2 separate regions of the Hordeum vulgare genome follow, and region 2 is linked to region 1. A link is a contact called in public Hi-C data. All regions are on one chromosome and are shown on one strand. Each heading gives the region's core, a stretch centred on a gene start, on an enhancer-like site or on the middle of the called end of the contact. The rest is flanking DNA. Distances are from core to core; before and after follow the strand shown.

Region 1 (6,035 bases), core at 1,294-3,793:
ATATTTACTGGAGAAAATACAAGTACATTTCACAGAAGAATGGGAGTTCAGCTAGTTCAATGAACATTTACCTGCATGATAAACTTTAAGTAGTTGTTGATGGCGTATAGTAGAGCGGGAATAGCTAAGAGTACGTTGTTACGGGCTGCCTATAAAAAAAAGGAATTGACAGATGAAACAGTTAGTTGCCATACTAGGTACGGAGCTATAATAAATAAATACTCCCTCCGTCCCAAAATAAGTGTCGCTGCTTTAGTACAAAATTTGTACTAACTTAGTACAAAATTTACGTCACTTATTTTGGGACAGAGGGAGTAAGATGCATGAAAACTGAAAGCAAGTCAGTTGGGCATAAAAACAACAAAAGAGATGAGCACCAATTGTCCCAAGGAATTGAAAACAAATAGAAACATTCTACGTGTGGTTTAACATTAGAAACAGAAGTAACCTCAATAATTGTGTACATGTTGAGCACAGTAACAAGAGAGTGCTAGTCGTCCTATGTTCTAAAAGATAAATCACCTGTACAAAGGTCGAAACTGACAGAAGTGACTTCTCCCCAACCTTCTGTTTTCTAGACTGTCAAATAGAGAAGCAACAACATTAGGGAGGTAACCCTTCAACACAATAGAACACACAATACCTTGTCATGCATAAATCCATTACTGCTGTTCTGCCAAAAAAAAATGAAATTCTAGTTTCTACAACACTTCGATTGACCGTTGCCTGTATTGCCAACGATGCACTAAAGAAGTTGGTGGTTCATAGCAGGATAGTATACAGATACAGATACAAGGAGTGAAACACAAATAACGAGTGAGGAAAGGATATTGGCCGGCAAGAACTAACCTCGATTATTAGCATTATCATAGCAAAGAAAACTTTTGTAACTTCTGTCAAAAAGTTAACACTGATGGGACTGAACTGAAATTTCCCATCAACCTTGCACATAAAGACTAGGATAGGCTGCAGAGCAAAATAAATTATTAGCAAAATTGTAAATTGTCTGCAATCAGATACAAGCTACAGATTGACTACATGTTTGTACGAACTCCACATTAAAAATGTACAGGTAGTCGTAAGCCGATTTAGTATTTACTCTAGGTGGAACGCTGCCGGATCTGCCAATATATCTTTTTGGCAAATTGATGAAAATTCATTTTTAAGGGAAACAGCAATTGAGCTTATGACAGCACTAGAGCATGAAGTCCACAGATGGTAGCCGTGTTTGGGAAATTCAGAAGAAAAAAATCTCTGGCAAATTGAGAGCACAAGCAAACCTAAATTACTAGAAGAAAGACATAATCATACATCCATACTCTATCAGAAGAAGCACATAACATGGATTCTGATTCCCATTATAGTGTTACATTTTTCCAGTAAACATATGCCACATTCTCAATCCCATCCAAACAGGCGTTAATGAAATACCTGAAGGCCGACCAAGACGCAGTCCCCGGACACAAGAAGGAAGTTGAGCACACGCTGTTTGGATGATATCTTGCTCTTGTGCTTGTCATATGCCCTTGATATGCTCCTGGGGGTCGCCACCACCTTGGAGTGGCAGACGCTGCATTCCATCACCCCATTCCTCTGCATCTTCTCAAACCAACCAGGACCAGCAGCACCACAAACAGCACCGGTAAGATATATATATCACTCTATAGCCGTGACATGTAAGGATTCCCTGCGCACACCTGTGTCCAAGACATAAAATTCAAAATGAGCAAACTAATCACTGCAAACCGAGTAACTACTACTCCCTCATTCCAAATTATAATATGTTTTAACATTTTTTTAATCAGATGCATGTAGACGTGTTTTAGAGTGTCTGTTCTCTCATTTCAGTTCGTATGTACTATGTAGTCCATATTGAAATATTCAAAACGTCTTATAATTCGGAACAGAGGTGATATTAGTTAGCATTTCCCTCCAAATTCACAACATTCCGCAGATTCACATATATCAGAGCCGAAATGAAATTTAACAAAAATAGCATGGCCGTGAACATAAAAACACATACTAACTTGCAAAGCCCGATATGACCCCCCATGAGCAGCTAGCTAGCTAATCCATGGAAGATCACAGAACTCCTAAAAAACACGCGACATAGCTACTGAGTCCCTGTCAAATGCAGAGCAACCGCGTGCTGCTGCCTACACCACTGGATCACAAGTCCAGAGTCAGACTACCCAAAACAAGTTCCAGCATCGCAGAAATGAGGCGAAAGACGAAGATATAAGAGGAACTCGTGCCCTCGACTGTACCTCGGGGGAGGTGGGATCGGCGGGCGGGATCTCGCAGATCTAGCCCCGCCGGAGCACAGGGAATCTGGCCCTGCCGGCTAGGTGCGGTCGGGGTTGCTTCGGCTGCGCTGCCGGCAGGCGCGCGGGTGCTTGCGTGGGCGGGGCGGCGGGTGGCGCTGCGGGATCTCGGGTCCGGGCGGGCGGGAGGGAACAGGGAAGGGAGGTGTGAGCGCGGAGGTGGAGCCGTGGACGGGGAGGTGGCGGTGATGACGGACGGGAGGAAGGCGGGTGCGCCTCCGGTCTATTTATTTTGCGTTTCGGGATTTGTTTTGGTCTCCTTCCTCTTTGCTGGAGGAAATGTTGGAAAGTCCCCGAGATTTACATCTTTCTTGTAGTCAGCCAATGCATGTTTTGTTCAATCCTTTCTTTTCTTCTCTTTTTTTTGAAATAAATCATGGATATGCATAATGGTATGCCCTCCATCCAAACACATATGATATGCATAAAATGGTATGCCATCCATCCAAACACATATGGCCTAATACAAAGTGCTTCAAGATTTGATTTGACCATCGCTTTGATCAATAGTAGATGAGATGTACGCTATAAAAATTATAGTATTGAAAAATCCTTTGAAATATGAGTTCAATGGTATGCTTTATGTGATATATATCTCATACTTTCTTTGTTCCTAAATAATTGTTGTTGATAAGAATTAAACTAGTTCTTCTCAACTACAGTTTTTTTTAATACAGAGGAAGTACATTATTAATATTATGGATGGTTAAATGTAAAAAACAAATGCTTATAAGTCCATATATGGATGTGATGAACAGTAAAATCGCTAAAAAAATAAAACAAAATCAAAAAAACTGAACTTTTTTGCAAGCAAGATGCTCAAATGTGTAATCTCCGTACAAATTTTGATGAAGTTTGGACATTCGAGGAGCCCGTGACAATAAAAAAATTATCTTTTTCGCACGGAGTTCAAACATAGAAGCATCTTACACCACAAAAGGGATTTTTTTTTTCTTTACTGTTCACTCGGTGCATCTGAGCTCGGGTTTGAGATTGAATAATCGGTCATATATATCAAATAAAGAGAGTGCTATAAGATGTAGGGCCAGTTCTTTTTTCTACAGAATCAAGATTCTGAAAAATTCAGAATCTGCTTCTTACAAAATTTGTCGTCCATTTCTTTTCTAAGATTGCAGTTTGAAATTATGGATTGAGTTGCGTGTTGAAATGTCGGTATTGCCCTTTGTTGTTTTAAAAGGTATTCTACCATTACCACTCATCATCCTCACATTAGCATCGAACAACAACATTTACCCATCGAATACCACTATTTATCTGGTATCAAAATATCACAGTAGAAAATACAGGAGAAAGAGAGGAACACCATATTCATCTAACAACATCATTCATAAAAATTCGTACGCTACCATCATCTAATAGTGTGTACTCTTTGTCAACATCGGCATTCTTCCATCTGATAGCATATAGAAATCTATTTATCCATTCATCTAACAACAACACACGGGAGGCTTCAATCCATCCATGCAGCTAGCAATTAACATACAAAATAGAGGAACAAAGTGATGATTGCCGTGGGTTGTACGAAGGAGATCGCTGGGCGACTGATTTGCTTCAAAGAGAGGGATGGCTGGCTGCGTCGGCGTCTGGTGGAGGCAGAGGGGCCACGGCCGTCGCTGTTGTCTAGAGGCGGTAGGGGAAGATGGGGTACGGAAGGAGTCGGGACCGGTGGCGATGAGGAACGGGCCGGCGTAGCCGATGTCCAGGATGGCGAGGCGAGGCCGGCGGAGACGTTGGAACCCTAGCGCTGACCCTGCTCGAGGTCGCGCGATCCAGACGTGGGTAGGTCGATGGCATTTTTGTCGTAATAACCTGCTGCAACAGAGACACTTTTTAATTCGAACCATTTCTTTTGAGGGAGTAGCCAAAATCTTGAGATTCTGGGAAAATCCAACTATTTTAAAGATTTTGTATTGCACTAGGATTCTACAGAATCCTCTCAAGATTTTGAAGACGCAATCGAGTTCTTTTGGCTGCAGATTTTTCAGACCAAGATTCTCTATAATCTGCTTAAAAGAACTGGCCGTATACACCTGCAGAGTTTGGTGCAAAAGCATATTACTACGTGCCAATGTAAAAGGACTAAAATAGTGCAATTTGCAAAGTGAACCAATAAAGTTAGAGCATCTTCAAAAAAAGTTTTTTACATCTCAAAAAAGAGACAACTCCAACAGATGATGTATATTGGAGATGTACAAGTGCAACTCCAATAGATGGTGTATTTGAAGATGTAAAAACTAGTCAGTCGAGACCCGGGAGGAGCGCCGACGAAACGAGTGACGGTAGAAGGTGCGTCAGTGGCCGAACATCGAGATTCAGGAGGTCAAACATGGCGGGGGGAGCTTGAATGGTCGACGACGTTGATGTGTATCGATTGGTGGACTGGTCGCGACGGGGCAGCGGAGTGGCGACCGTGTGGTGCGAGAAGGTCTATTCCCGTGACGGAAAAGCGGCAACGGCGTAGCGACGGGTGTGCGGCTTTAATTCGACAATGATGGGAGGAGCTCAAATCATGCGGCAACAATTCAGCGGCAGAGAGGCGGCCAATTCAACCGATCTAGAGGTGGGTGACGGTGGTGTAGTTGCGGAACCGGTGGCGCGAGCGGTCTAGTGGTCGGATCTGGCAGCGAGGCAGTGACGGCGTGGTGCGGTGGGCGAGCGGCACGGCAGCAGAAGTGCGACAAGATGGATTCGCGACTACGTAGTGCGACGGGCGACGGGGATGGACAGCGGGGTCGGGGATGGACGAATGGGCGATGACGGCAACGTTTTTGAACCAGGAATCATCGGCGGCGGAGGCGGGCAGGCGGGTTGAAGCCGAATGAAGACGATTAGGCGGTTGGCACGCGATCGACAATTTTACATGTCCTTAGATGTCATGTAGGTGAAGATGTATATTTGCATTTCGAGATCTCGTATTTTACATCTGGAAGAGATGGTGATGTAACATTTTTTACATCTACATCATTTATTATGATGAGTTTTTAAGCCTCAAAATACAAATTTTTATTGTTTTTACATGTACATTATTTATTGAAAATGCTCTAGGTGGCTCCGATGTTGGAGCGGTTTGCAATGTCACAACACTGGCTCGTTTGAATGGAATAAATCAAGAAAACAGTCGCAAGTGACTTCACTGTATTTTTATGCAAAAGTAAATGTTTTGTCCAGCTCGCAATCTCGCCTGGTTCAACCCTTGCACACTAACAACTAATATAAATTCAAAAAAAATGTATTGAGCTTGATCATTTGGGTTTGCTCTTTGTTCCCAAGTGACGGAGTCACGGTTTTCAAACTCACAATATTGCTAAGTATGCTACGCCCTACGATCCATGATGAGTTTCGTGGTTTGAGTTCTATTATGGACTAGGGGGTTGTATCTTTAGAGCATCTTCAATGTCAATCTGTAAATTTCTTTGATATATGTTTGTTTTATGTCCGGACATGGTCCACGAACATGATGTAAAAAGAGCAATCCAATGTCAATTGCAAAGTATTAGGCTAGGAGGAGAAAAGATAGATGTGATCATGCATTTGATGGAATATATGTGGGTTGGGAGAAAGAGAAGAGGGGGACCATAAATGTGTGGATGGGAGGAGAGAGAAAAGAGAGTGATCATGCATATGATTGGTTAATTCTATGTCCGAACTCCGACAAGGTTCGTCATGTTGGTCTTCTGATAAATGTTGGTC
Region 2 (6,035 bases), core at 2,441-4,940, 240 kb after region 1:
CACTTCTCATAGTTGTGGCCTAAGCTTATTTGAAGCCTAGTCTAAAAAACCGAACCGGACTGGCGGTCGGGCTGGATAAACCAAAACCGGCAGCTTTATCGGGCTTTTAAATTAATAATACCGTACTGCAATCAGACCAAAGAAAACCGATCAAACCGACTGGTTTTTTAGAAAACCGGTGAAAAATCGGGTCATTAAACCAAAAAAAACAAGAAAATATTTTAATACAAATTGAGAGACGTGAGATTCGATCTCAGGTTGTGTGAGCAATATGCGAGGCCTGCCCACAATTCTATAACCATCTCGGTTGTGCTACTTTTTATTCACTATATAAAAAAATTATTTGATCATTGTTTCACACCATATTAGCACATATATTACTTAACATTTATTTATTTTTCCTTTAAAAACCGACAAGCGTACCAATGAACCGGCGGTCCGACTAGTAAAAACCTGAACCGACAACATTTTCGATTCGATTTCCGGTTCGCTGCTTTTTTAAACTATGATTTGAGGTGATCTCTCTCATCTAAGCTCCCCCACCCCACCGCAAAATTCCTAGTAGTCCTCAAGAAAGATTATGTTGTCATCAATGGCTCTTTCACATAAAGCGGAGTTCCACACAAGCTCAAGGATACACCCTTCTCCTTGGCGATCATATTTGATTAACGAACAATCTTGTCTAACAGTTCAAGTATACAAATATACGATGACGGGCTGAGCGTTCGGTATAAACCGAAATTTCGGTTTCTACTGTTCGGTATTTTTTGAAATTCGGTTAGGAAAACAAAAAACCGAAAATTATAACTAAAAACAGCTAACCGAAAATTCGGTTAACCGATTATTTCGATTCGGTCTTCGGTTTATACCAAAAACACGGCGTCTACGTAATTGTGATCAAACTGCAGCAGCGGCAGGCCTATTATATAGCCCAAAATCCCACCCTTAACTTCTCAACTAGGCGAGGTGGGACTAATGTAGCGAGAAGTCCCTCGTGGCTGTTGCATGCTCGCACGCACGAGCACATAGGGCAAAAAACAGCTCACGTGGAGTTGGGCCTTCAATCATTTTGCATGTGCTGGATTAGGGTCCACATCGTATCACACGCGGAGGCAGCAGCCTGGTAGTTTCCTGGCGCTAGCGACACGGGATTTGGTACAGCCTCGCTTTGCACTGCTTGCTTACGTCTATTGGGTGTTCGTTCGGTTAACCGGGATAAACACCGAACCGAACAAATTGTGTTCGGTTAGTGAACTTCAAAACCGAATTTTTCCGTGACCGTATAAAAAACCAAAAATTCAGTTTATTCGGTTTCGGCATCGGTTCGGTTTTCGGTTCGTCGGTTTTTATGCCCACCCTGAGATGACCCATCACGCGGTTGTATTAACCTTGTTGTCATGAGTTTTGCTTCCATACGCCCTTCATACAACAACTTACATATTTTGATGCAGATCAAATGTAAAGACTATAAGATAGCCCTTCAATAAAAAATATTAGATTATTTTAATATCTTGTTTGATGCGTTGGGAAAATAGATATTCCGAAAAGATAACGTCCATGCGTGTAGGTGTTTTCCAAACCGTTCACACGCATGGATTGCCATCCGTTTGTGGTTGCACGAATCTTGTCAATTTTTGTGAGATTTTTTATGCCACGTAGGAAGGGGCTGGTGTGTGGACGTTTATCAGTTCGTCCACACGCATGTTTCGTGCACGCAGAGCTCACGACTGCCAACCCGACGTGTGATGGAACTGGCGTCGCGCGCATCGTCCGCGTGTCGTGCGTGCATGCGTGTCACTTGTCATGTCTTTCCGGTGTTATATGGCAACTGAGTGGAACTATCGTGCCCGCATGCGTGTCAGTTGACATGTCTTCCTAGTGTTACATGATAACTGCGTGAAACTGCCGTGCGTGCATGCGTGTCACTTGTCATGTCTTCCCAGTGTTACATGGCAACTAAGTGGAACTGTCGTCGCGCGCCCACACGCGTGTGAGTTGTCATGTATTTTCTAGTGTTACATGGCAACTGAGTGGAACTGCTGTCGCGCGTCCACATGCACGTACGTCTGTCAATCGTCATGTCTTTCTAGTGTAACATGGCAATGCAGTAGTTTAGACATGACGACTGCAGTTGAGCAGTCATGGCAACTGTAGTTGTCCAGACATGCCAATTGCAATTAAACAAACAGTTCTCACGGTTCAGCAACCATGACAAGTGTCACGCGGGGGCTTGCGGGGCCGCGAGGTGACAGGCCAGATGTGCGGGTCGCGAGGCAGAAGGTCGGATGCGTGTGCGTTAGATGTTTTGTCCAAACGTAGACGTGTGAGTTGTTTTTTTTGCACACCACACGAGATATGTGAGAAGACTTTTTTAACGCCCACATGTGTGGGCAATATCAGGACCCTAGATATTAGAATTAGTTAATCGTGAACGCGTGAAAGTGCTCATCTTATAAATAAATTGAAGATTCGTGCAAACTTTTAAGGGATTTTGCAAAAACGACGCTAGCTCGCACCAAAGCACACGTTGACCTTACCAACGATCAATATTTACCCCTCTCTTACATTCTTTTCCTTCGAGCGAATCTTATGCTCCTCTTTACTTCATTGATTGCAATTGCCAACATGATTCCAACCTGCCTCTATGGGAATCACCTAGCTGGGACCTGAGAGACATGTATTCCAACACGTTCTTTCTGGTCTTGGGTCTAGCAAAATGTTTTTTTTTTTTTTGAAATGGGCTAGCAAAATGCTTGGACGGGAGAACAACGGGTAACTTATACAATCCCGTTTGATTTTCTTTATTTACAATTACATACAGATCCCCCAATTTTCTGTCTAGATGAAACGTTCTTTGTCTTCATCATTTCCTGTATGTATTTAACGGGTACATCCAGGATCATCTTACTTGAGAAATACAGTACGTGACACCTGATGCGTTGCGTGTCAGGCGCCGCGCAACGACCAGGGTCGTGGCCTCATGGGCTGCGGCACCCGCCGCTCTATCCGCTCCTGTGATCATCCGCAGAGACCTTTTCGGATAGCCGTTTGGCTGCGTTGTGGAGAGGGAGATATCAGGTTATGGACGTGCGTAGGGATGCTTTGAGCCTTGACCCCCGAGCAGAAACAGCCGGCTCGTGGATGGATCCGATGACAGCGGCCAGAGCGGAGCGACACGACCATCTTCCACGCCGCTATCAACTTGAAGAGAAGAGATATGGTGCGCACCAGGTAACGCATGAGCGATGTGCAGCCGATGTCGTCTTCAAGCTTCAATGGCGCGTGGCGCCAAGGGCAGGCTCCGTGCTGCCACCAATTCAGCCGAGGATCAACTCTGAAACAAGAAAGGCTGCTAAATTTGATATAAAAAAAGGCTGCTAAAACCAACGTTTTTCGCCGTTTTTACATTGCCATCGGCTGGTTGTTGGCCTCCACAGAAAACTAGTATTGTTTATCGCGTCTTCACGACGGTGTTGTAGACGTTTTTTTTCGTCTTCTTCTTTAGGGATGACTCCTTTACAAGTGCAGATCTTTGCGCAGGACATAATCGCCATCTCAATTATGCGTTCCGTTACAGAAAGTACCGCAGACTACTCTAGCACGCGTCTTAAACTAAATATAACAACTCCCCTTTAAGCGATGCCCACTCGCTGATTATGCTCAAGCTAGCTCCGCCGCTGCTTCGCAGATGCTTCGACGCCAAAAGCAAGCCGATATGATTCGCGGAATTTGTACCCGCGTGGCTCCTCAGTGCTCCCTGCACAGGGGGTCAAAAATAGCTGTGAGAGCGAAAGAAGAGAATCATACATTATATCCCATGGACCATTGAAGAAGAATAGGGTCAAACTATCAACCACCCACCCAGAGTCATGGAATCGCCGGAGTGTTTCCTTCACGTAGAATCACATCAGATTGTGAGTGTCTAACTCCCAGGTGCAGTGGTCGCCGGCGCCAGGAAAGGCGCCGGACATGGCCGGAGAAGCCTGTCAATTGTGAGGGGGGAGACTGGAGGGAAGTCATTAGGCACAGTAACTTTTGTTTGGTGGGATGACGGTTTTGTTTCTTCGTACAGGATTAAGATGTATATTGCCACCTCAATCGATCGTGCTATCCAAGGTCACAGGTGCACTGTGCGGCTGTGCTATTCAGACGTGCGAATCCTGGTACGGGAATGACAGGTGGAATCAAGCCTCAGACCTGACGACCTGAAGACTTCTGGTGGTTGTAGTGATCATTTATGAAGCAATGTAAATCCGGCAAGACACAGGTTAATGCCGACGAGGCAATGGTTTCAATGCCGCGGAGTCCTCCGATAGCCGGTTTCTCCCAGTACCGAGCTTAAAATTTCATGTGGAGACTTGGTACTTGCAAAGTTGCTGGTGGCTCCCGCGCCACTCCCGCGACGGCCCGAAAGGAAACCCTAGCTATTGCCGCCAGTCTCCCCTCCCCCCTTCCCTCGCCACCGTCGGATGGCGTCGCCGCGCAAAGCCCGTGCGGCGTCGGAAATGACGGGGCCATTTTCGTCGGTCTCGAGCCGTGGGATGGACATGGCGGGATGCTATTCTTAGGCAGATGTGAGGACTTGCGCGGCGGCGTGTGTCGATAGCGTCGAAGTTGGCGCACGGTTGGCCCGTGACGACGCTCTGATGGAGGTGGCTCGGGTTGTGGGGGCATTCCGCCCAAATCTCGGCTCCTCGCATGCGGCTGGGCGCGAGGTGGGAGCGAAAGATGTTGGTCGGGTCGGGGGCTTGGTGCGCCGGCGATGGCTCGCGGGGAGGTTTTGCCTGCTGTCGTGGTTTTGTCATGGCAGATGATGTGCTGTCGGGATGTGCAGCGCCATTGTCATGCGTGGATCTGGCACGGGCGGGAGCCGACGACGCGGGGTTGTGCGGATCTGGTGCAGTCGCCGTCGCGCGAGGCGGAGGGGAGGTGTGTGACAGAGCGTGCACACGTGGCTTGTTGTTGCAGCGAGCCCACTTGGAGGTGGTGGCCGGATGCAGCGTTTGGCGACGGATCCGGCTCAGGAAAGTGCGGCGAGCGGATTGCTATGAGGATCTGGCGCGGGGCGGCACATGGTGCCTGTGGCCGGCTCGCGGCCGCGGGCGACGATGGCAGGGCAAAGACGGTCGTTGTGATGGGCGTGACGTGATGGCTAGGCGGCTGGTGGTGCCCGGACACCATTTGGTGGAGCAGGGAGGCTCCGGCCGCAGTTGGATGCGGGGTGCAGGACCTGTTCTGGTCTCTGCAGGCTCGTCGTAGAGGAGGCTTGCTGGTGGCCCTGCAAAGTGTTAGCGCGCTTGTTGTTCGGGGGGTGCGCGGTTGATTGGAGGCACGGGTCGACCTCGGTCTGCTGCGTGGGAGTGGCTACCTCGGGTGAAAGCCTAACCGGTGCTGGCCGGCCGGCGATGACAGCGCCCGTGGGCGTCGTTTATCCTTCTTGGAGGCATCGTCGGGAATTTCACAGCCTTTGCTCCCGGACCAATTTCTTTGGGTGAAAGCCCAGATCCTGTTGTAGGGTCACGCGGTGGCGCCGTTTTCAACAACGTTCCCCTCTTAAGACGTCGTCTTGAAGACTTTGATCACTGTGGTGCTTCCTACGACTGAACACGCACAGGGGCTTCTCTGGCAAGGATGACGGTGATGAGCAATGTCAGAGACGTGGTCTTGGTCGTGGTAGTCGGCTCTGCTTCTCCGGCGTGTCCGTGGGTGTGCCTCGATTGTGTGTTGCTAAGGAGTTGAAGCCATGGTGGGGCGCTGGTGATATACGATGACGCGTGACATGTGGTTCGTTCGGTGATCCTCCGTGATGCCAACCTAACCTAATTTCCTTTATAGTTTATCATCGAAGTCTGGAGGTGCGCTGTCTAGCTTAGTTTGTATGAAGTATTGTGATGAAGCACACAGGTGCTATTTAAGTAAACGACAATCTCAAATGTACTAGCACCTGTCTATTTCTTGGTACGGATGACACGGGAGTAACATGGCGGTCCTCTATCCTCACGGCCTCACCCACTCTTTCCACATCACGAATATCT

The links. A called contact is a pair of places that touch in the nucleus more often than the background predicts.
Region 2: a contact with region 1 is called in a Hi-C map of leaf, with 9 times the contacts expected there. The contact joins the enhancer-like site here to the promoter of LOC123427087 in region 1. A contact is called at or near these places in 2 of 6 Hi-C or Micro-C datasets (leaf and seedling).

Annotation. Positions count from the first base shown.
Region 1 is chr2H:538,512,306-538,518,340 of MorexV3_pseudomolecules_assembly, forward strand. LOC123427087 (CMP-sialic acid transporter 4) reads right to left here and starts at 2,544. Exons shown (of 16, transcript XM_045111040.1): 1 at 2,268-2,544; 2 at 1,432-1,697; 3 at 850-966; 4 at 523-579; 5 at 72-149. The coding sequence starts at 1,599.
Region 2 is chr2H:538,752,026-538,758,060 of MorexV3_pseudomolecules_assembly, forward strand. No RefSeq gene overlaps it. Among protein-coding and RNA genes, the nearest start is that of LOC123427091, 57 kb to the right of the region's middle. Within about 2 kb of position 3,691, at least 1 of the 3 cell types and tissues checked has open chromatin away from gene starts, as enhancers often do. A contact at or near this core is called in leaf, where this site is marked.